Regions from separate parts of the Mus musculus genome. Here region 2 is linked to region 1. Evidence: chromatin contacts called from public HiCAR-type data. All regions are on one chromosome and are shown on one strand. The core of a region is the stretch at or near the end of the contact, and the rest is flanking DNA. Distances in the headings are between cores, read along the strand shown.

Region 1 (3,716 bases), core at 651-3,150:
TGACACTTTTAAAGACTTCAAGGGGCTGGAGCAAAGGCTGTTCTTCCAGGGGACCTGAGTTCAATTCCCATCACCTGTGTAGCTGCCAACAACCATTTGTAAGATCAGCTCCAGGGGATTCGGTGGCTTTTTCTGATATCCATGGATATCAGGCACTTATATGGTGCAGCCATGTGTATAGGCAAAGCATCCATACATATTACATTTTAAAAATTAGAGAAAGCAAGATTATCTTCCTAAATCCTTAGCATCTCTTTGTCCCCGACATCCAGGAAGCAGATGAAAAGTCTTGGCTCTTCTAAAGCCTTTCAGATACAGGAAGGACATGACTGCAGACACATCATCCCAATGAAATTGACTCATTTCTGGAATGACGGCCATACAACACGGTAGAAAAAGGCCCGAGTGTCCAAGGAACGGCTTTGTCGGACTGTCTAGTTTCTTCCATGATTTATAACTACATATCTATGCATATTAACTCCAGAAAACAGACTAAGAAAGCCTCACCATTTGACAAAACAACAAGGTTTCTACAACCTTTTGTTAACATTTCCAGCAGGTGGCTGGCAGAAATAATTGTTTTTCGTTCTTCAGACTTGTGCAAACAATCCCATGTCCAGATCCTGGACTGGGTTAGCTCAGGGCTAGCCCAGACCACCTGCCACAGCTGAGGTGTTCTATGCCTGCATCACTATTCAGCTTGGTACCTAGGGCCGATGGTGGTGTTTGAGCCCTTTCTGAAGAATGGAACTTTTCAATTTCTAGTCTAAGTATTTAAATATTATAGCATGGGCACAGAGTAGCTGCTAAGAACTTGCCTTCTTGAGTGAGCCTCCACTAAAGCTTCATGTGTGGACCCCAAGGCTCTACAGGGCACAGTTGACTGGGTGACATCTTCTCTGTCCCCAGCCGGTGCACTTTGGCTTTGAGGAGCACCGGGAACAAGAAATTCAGTTATCCCTTCCATATTAGTCCCAGACTTGATGGACTTTGAGCAGGGCCCTAGAACCTCTGCAAGTCCCATCCCTGTGTGGGCCAGGGGCTTCAGTATGGAGCCCTCAGTGATGCTTAGGGAGTATGGGAGAGTGGATGGGCTTTGTGGACAGGAGCGCTTACTTTCGTACCCAGCTGCTTACACTTCCTGGCTGGGTAATCTCATATACATGGCTCACTTTTCTTTTAGACTGACAATCCCATGTCTTCCTTATAGAGTTGTGATAAATGGTACACAAGGGTCCTGCCACACATGGGTGTGTGACAGGCCATCTCCATTTTTTAAAAAAGATTTATTTATTTATTATATGTAAGTACATGATAGTTGATTTCAGACACACCAGAAGAGGGCATCCGGTCTCATTACAGATGGTTGTGAGCCACTGTGTGGTTGCTGGGATTTGAACTCAGGACCTTTGGAAGAACAGTCAGTGCTCTTAACTGCTGAGCCATCTCTCCAGCCCGGTCTCCGTTTTTTAAAAGTATACTTTTTGTATATATACATTTTGCTCTAAAGTAGTCTTCTCATCTCTCCCTCCGAGAGGTTTATGTTATAGGCACACACAGTGGTTTGTGATTCACTTCCACTCGCAGAACTTGACACAGCTTATGGAAAGAGATTAAAATAAATGTGTTACGGAGAGTCTGGATTCTGCCAGGTCCTCGGTGAGCCCAGCTGGGTGTGCCTTTCTCATCCCAGGAGACCAAGCAATTGGAACTGTTTCTTATGTTGTCATTTTCTCCGTGTATATCCACTCTCAAGGCAGCTGGAGGAGAGGGAGTGGCATTCTTTGTAGATTCAACTTCGTGGAACTAAAAATCTTTTGTGTGTCTCTTAATAGAGCCTTGGGAAAGTCCAAATAGCTTCCCCAAAACCCAATTAAAGAGCTGGCTCTGGGCTCCTTTCCCTGGGTCTGCCCAATCACCAGCACCCTGGAAGCCCCTTTGTCTCCCCGACCATGGGGTGTGGCTGCAAATGCAAAAAGCAAACCCGGAGCAGCTTCAGTGAGGAACACCCAGGCTGGGTGAATAATGGTGGCCCCAGATCTTGGGTGTCTCAGCTGCCTCAGCATTCACATACAGCATCCAGGAGTCGCACATGCGTAGTGTGCCAACACTTGCTGACACGTTCTCTGGAAGGTTTGTCAGTCATTAGGGGAAGGAAAGTAACTCAAGGATTTCTGGAAGCTGGGTTCAGTGTTGTTCCCCTGTCCCTTCTGATCCCGGTGGAATGCCTAACAAAGTACAGGAATCTAAGACAGCCGCTGATGGCCGTGGAGTTTCTGGTTAGCATCTACAGGACATCTAACAGTGTGGTGGTTCCTGATAGGGCGGATCCTCAGCCGGTGGCTGACTGCTGATGCGTCATCCCTCAGTAGTTCTTGGTGTCACAAGATGCTTTGTTTTCTAGGGTCCACAAGGTTCACCAGGGCTTATAGGCCAGCCTGGAGCTAAGGGAGAGCCTGGAGAGATATTTTTTGACATGCGACTCAAAGGTGACAAAGGAGACCCAGGTTTTCCGGGACAGCCTGGCATGCCAGGAAGAGCAGGAACTCCCGGAAGAGATGGCCACCCAGGACTCCCTGGACCCAAAGGCTCTCCGGTAGGTCCATTTCCAGAGTTGGAACACGTGTTTTACAAATGGGGAGTCTGCAAAGAGTAGAGAAATGAATGTTTTGGGTCACAACCATGGAACCTTACAGATGGCATAAGTTTGCTTCATGGCTCCTGAGCCAACATACATCAATGGATGTAGGGGTTAGTGGTGTAGACTTGTATAATAGGCTACAGATGGCTGAGGCTGTTTGATGTCTTGGGACTGAATAGATGAGTTTTCCTACCCTTATCCTCATGGGAACAATTCTAACGGTGCACCCATCATTGTTTGAAGTCTGGGATCCTAGACCTCTAGCTGTGACAACTGCTTGGGAGAAGGATGCTGGTGTTACTTGTTAACTCTTGTGACCCTGGTGGCTCCTGGCTAGGCTTTTGTCACTAGTTTTCTGTGGACGATGTAGGATTGTCATCTGACAGTCTTTTCTGTCTCTTGTCTCCTCAGGGTTCAATAGGATTGAAAGGAGAGCGAGGTCCTCCCGGAGGAGTTGGCTTCCCTGGTAGTCGTGGAGACATCGGCCCTCCTGGACCCCCAGGAGTTGGCCCCATTGGTCCTGTTGGTGAAAAAGGACAAGCAGGCTTTCCTGGAGGCCCTGGGTCCCCAGGTCTTCCAGGTGAGACTTCAGGGCCTGACGGGCAACTTCAAGGTCACAGAAACAAGGGCTCAGAGGTCCAGGGTACACAGTGTTTCACTTCTCCCCGGAAGAGGGGTGTGACTGGACCAGTCCTTCAGAGTTCTGTACCTCATTTCCCCCTGCGTCAGATGGGTCAGCTCACGCACAGAGACCACAGATCGGCTAAGTCAGCCCCTCAGGTAGAAGTAGGTGAAATGTGAGGCTATTTTTAAATTTTTATCCATTTTCTGATCCTTTTGGTGTCTGCATTTCCTAAGCAGTATAATCTTTACTCTCTGCCAATGCTCGGGCATCGTAAGTTGCAACATCCAGCTTGCTACTTAGTTCCTATTGGCTGAGGTCCCTTCCTGACTGTCTTTTGGTAGTTTATGTGCCAAGCCCCAAGCAGAGACTCACAATAAACACTGTGAGAGACTCAGCCCTGCCCTGCTGTGCTCTCTAACAAGGTTTATTAGAAATCTGTGCAAGGGTAAC
Region 2 (3,716 bases), core at 703-3,202, 250 kb before region 1:
GGGCGGCTAGCAGAAGCCTGGGGCTTAGAGGGAGCTGGTTTCACGCGCTGGTGAGCATTCCACGCCCCAGAACGTACTTTCCCACCCGCATTCCCTAGAGCAACGGTCCTCAGTTCTCAGGCAGGGTGCTTGAGGCAGGCGTAGCCATCTCGCCTCGGTGGAATCTCTGCACCTGCAGAGGGAGAAGCTACTAGGAGAGTCGTCTCCCTTCCCTTCCCTCCCCTGGACCTAGTGGGCTTTACTCAGCCCCAAATATCTCCTCCGCCTCCCTGCATGCTTGTGCCCCTGGAGGAAGATTTTGGTTTTAGGGGTTCTCTGTTATAGGAGAAAGGGAAGCTGTTTTCTAGCAGTCACTGCAAATGCAAAGTCAAGTTTTCCCTTCAAGGTTTCTTGCAGAAGTAAAAAGCGAACCTAGCAGGCACCTCCCGGTGTCCCCGACCCATCCACATTCTCCCTTAAATCTTAGCCGACTTCCAAGGGACTTTCCCAGCCAGGCAACTCTCCACCTGTGTGGGTGCAACCAAGGTGCACCGAGGAGGAGCGCTGGGCACAGGCTGGGAAGCGAAACAGAGCCAAGGGAGCCTGTGACTAGACAAACACCAGGTCCTGGGCCTCTCCGCGGCTACCCGGGCTTTTGGAGGAACTGGAGCGTCCGAAGGAAGGCGCTCTGGAACTTTCACCTTAGGACCCAGGTCCTAGGCTCCAAACTTGGCGACATACAGGCTTTCAAAGGGTGGGGACTGTAAAAAAAAAAAAAAAAAGCGGTACTGTAGCCCTGCTAGAGTCAGGGGTGCGGGAAGAGGGAGGCTGGCGTGGGTTGGGCCAGTGGAGAGGGGTTCCAGGAAAGGGCTGGCTGGGCTGGAGAAGGGCTTGGAGAAGGTATGGGAAGGAGCTGGGGCGGGAGGTAGGGGCCAGGGCTCTGGGAAGGGCAGAAAAATAAAGGAGGAACGGAGTTTGGGATTATAGGGACGGACGCAGGACGGTCCTTGAGGGAGGGGGAATGGGAAAGAATGGGGAGGGGTGGGCGTGGGGCTGAGATTTAGCAGGCAGAGAAAGGGAATTTGGGGAAGGAGAGATAGGGAGTAATAGGAACGAGGCAGGGGTGATGGGGAGTGTGGAAGGGGCTTGGGAGAAGACTGGGGGCGGGGCCTAGGCGGACCAGGGGGCGTGGGGTGGGCGTGGCGGCCGGGCACCCACGTGGTCGCAGGGCTGCGTTCACACTCCGGTACAGAGCTGTGGCGCGCTTCCTCTTTGGCACTTCATCGAGTTCGGATCTCAGGCCAGGGCCACTAGAGTTCGGGGTCCCTGGAGGCCGGGGTCCGCGTCCCCTGGCATCCTGGGCGGGTGACCGAGAAGCGCAGGGGTCATCTCCTCCGCGGCTATGCGGAAGCCGGATGGGAAGATCGTACTGCTGGGGGACATGAACGTGGGTAAAACGTCGCTGCTGCAGCGCTACATGGAGCGTCGCTTCCCGGACACGGTCAGCACCGTGGGCGGCGCCTTCTACCTGAAGCAGTGGCGTTCCTTCAACATCTCCATATGGGACACCGCAGGTGAGGGCGGCGCCGCCGGGACAGGCGGGCTTCGGGGCTCTGCGGGGTCGAGGAGTCGTCTGTGGGCAGCCGCGGGGTCTCCACTTTGGGCTGTGACATTCATTGCACCTCTGTTCCCACTTGCCTTGCTTTGCCGATTGAGAAAATCTCCAGTTCAGCAGCACTCTGTGCGTCTTCGCGAAGATTCGGGTTATCCTGGGAGAGATCTCCGATCAGTACGACTCTCGCTTCTTAGGTGCTTTAATGTCCCCCTCAGGGTGCCCTCCTTTGGTGTACAAAGCAGCCTTGGGAGTTGAGCACCGCTGCTATTACCGACTTCTTTATGAACGAGGAAACTGAGTCAGAGAGCGTTGGACCACTCTGCTGGATGTAAGGCGACTGGGAAGTAGAGTTGGAATCGCCCAGCCTCCTCGACTCACGGTTATTTACCCAGTGCCGAGTCTTGGCTGGTGCGCAAGTCACGTGAGTGGAATAGCTTCCTGTACTGGCATTTTTAAGATAGGTAGTGAATTATTTTTAGTGCGTGTACAACTTCGTCTTGGACTTTCCCGATTAATTTGCTTCTGTCTTCTCCCTTTTCCATGATAAAGAAATAAGATACTTTAAGTGAAACAAACGAACCCGGAAATAGTATGGTATAGTTTCAGGGAGAGAGGTTTCCAATGTATGAAACTCCCAAGTTCTGACTTTTTATGTTGTGTAAAGTGTGGTGGCGCACGCCTTTAATCCCAGCACTTGGGAGGCAGAGGCAGGAGGATTTCTGAGTTCGAGGCCACCCTGGTCTACAGAGTGAGTTCCAGGACAGCCAGGGCTATACAGAGAAACCCGTCTTGAAAAACCAAAAAAGAGTGATGTACTCAAAAGCCTCGCTCCTAATCCCTGACTCCTTGTCTTGCGCGTATCAATCTGTTGGCTATGTAATACATTCTGATCAAGCTGAGTTAGTGAAGGTCTGGGGAGCTTCCCTCCCTCCTCTGTCTTCCCCGTTCCTTACTTAGCCACCGTGGGAAATGGACTGATTTCTACTTTCCCTGTCTTTCCTTTGGCTCTGGTCTTTACTCCGCGTTGCAGGCAGAGCCTCCGAGTTTTCTCAGGCTGTCTACCTGCCACTGAGCACTCATGAATGCAATATCTCAGAGTCAAGACTAGTCAGACTCTGGACTCCTTTTCCAGCCTCCGACAGAGCTCCGCCTCTACGCTTGGCTTAAATGGCTTGCCTGCTGCTCTGGGTTTGTAAGAGGAGAAAGCAGAATTGGTCAGCTTTCCCCACACCTCTTAATGTTTCTGGAGTAGCGATAGATGTGTGGCCGACACAGCACAGGGTAACTGTGTCCCCGCTAGCTGTTTCAATTTGGTGGGTGGAGCCACTTTCTTCGTCAAGGCCGAGGATATGATGAATCCGGAATGTTGGTCAGCAGGGGATTTTGTAACACTGCCTGAGAACTTGCTGATTCCCTCTGTGGGGGCGGGAGCCGTTCAACTCATTTCCAGGCCTCCTCGGCTGCTTTTGTGTTCCTGGAAGCCTAAGTGTGAAGGCAGATGACGGGAGCCTTGCCGGGTGGCCAGGCCCCCTCTTCACATTCTTGATGTCTGTGTACACATGCTCAGGGGAACAAGGTACAGAGTCAACAGTGGTCCATATCACCAACTTTGTGCCTGCTTTGCTGGGCTGCCAGTCGCCTGGAGGGAGCAGAGAAGACGGGTTAATATTGTTCGGGATTCTGTGTGGAACATCTACCCTAAAGGGTTACCTTTTCCTGCATTGTGTACTGTTTAAAATCCCTGCCCTCTCCCCAATTGACCCTTTAGCATAGCAAACCAAAACCAGCTTGCCGCGACAGGCAGGTTGGGGGGAGGGGTGGCAGGCACACACCTGTGAGGGCTTTGGGACGTGCAGTAGTCAGAGCCATAGCACTTGGTTAGTTTGTGTTTGACTCTTGACAAAGTTAAAGCCAAGCCGGGCGTGGTGACGCACGCCTTTAATCCCAGCACTTGGGAGGCAGAGGCAGAGGCAGGTGGATTTCTGAGTTCAAGGCCAGCCTGGTCTACAAAGTGAGTTCCAGGACAGCCAGGGCTACACAGAGAAACCCTGTCTCAAAAAAACAGAACAAACAAACAAAAAAAGACAAAGTCAAAGCCGAATGCTTAGCACCTGGAGCATGC

Evidence for each region. HiCAR-type assays count read pairs that join an accessible place to other places.
Region 2: a contact with region 1 is called in a HiCAR-type map of fibro-adipogenic progenitors, with 2.9 times the contacts expected there. The contact joins the promoter of E230013L22Rik here to the enhancer-like site in region 1. A contact is called at or near these places in 2 of 39 promoter capture datasets (hippocampal neurons and maxillary cranial neural crest), 3 of 115 datasets of contacts at active chromatin or transcription factors (bone marrow-derived macrophages, extraembryonic endoderm stem cells and fibro-adipogenic progenitors) and 3 of 9 other capture datasets (adipose tissue, liver and pancreatic islet).

The regions. Positions count from the first base shown.
Region 1 is chr8:11,225,830-11,229,545 of GRCm38.p6, reverse strand. Col4a1 (collagen, type IV, alpha 1) reads left to right here. Exons shown (of 52, transcript NM_009931.2): 25 at 2,405-2,596; 26 at 3,053-3,221. Among named protein-coding and RNA genes, the nearest start is that of Gm32709, 34 kb to the left of the region's middle. Within about 2 kb of position 1,900, at least 13 of the 459 cell types and tissues checked have an H3K27ac peak or open chromatin away from gene starts, as enhancers often do. A contact at or near this core is called in fibro-adipogenic progenitors, where this site is marked.
Region 2 is chr8:11,476,165-11,479,880 of GRCm38.p6, reverse strand. It overlaps E230013L22Rik (RIKEN cDNA E230013L22 gene), which reads right to left and starts at 1,952. Exons shown (of 2, transcript NR_126558.1): 1 at 1,198-1,952; 2 at 1-740. Rab20 (RAB20, member RAS oncogene family) reads left to right here and starts at 1,241. Exons shown (of 2, transcript NM_011227.2): 1 at 1,241-1,553. The coding sequence starts at 1,382.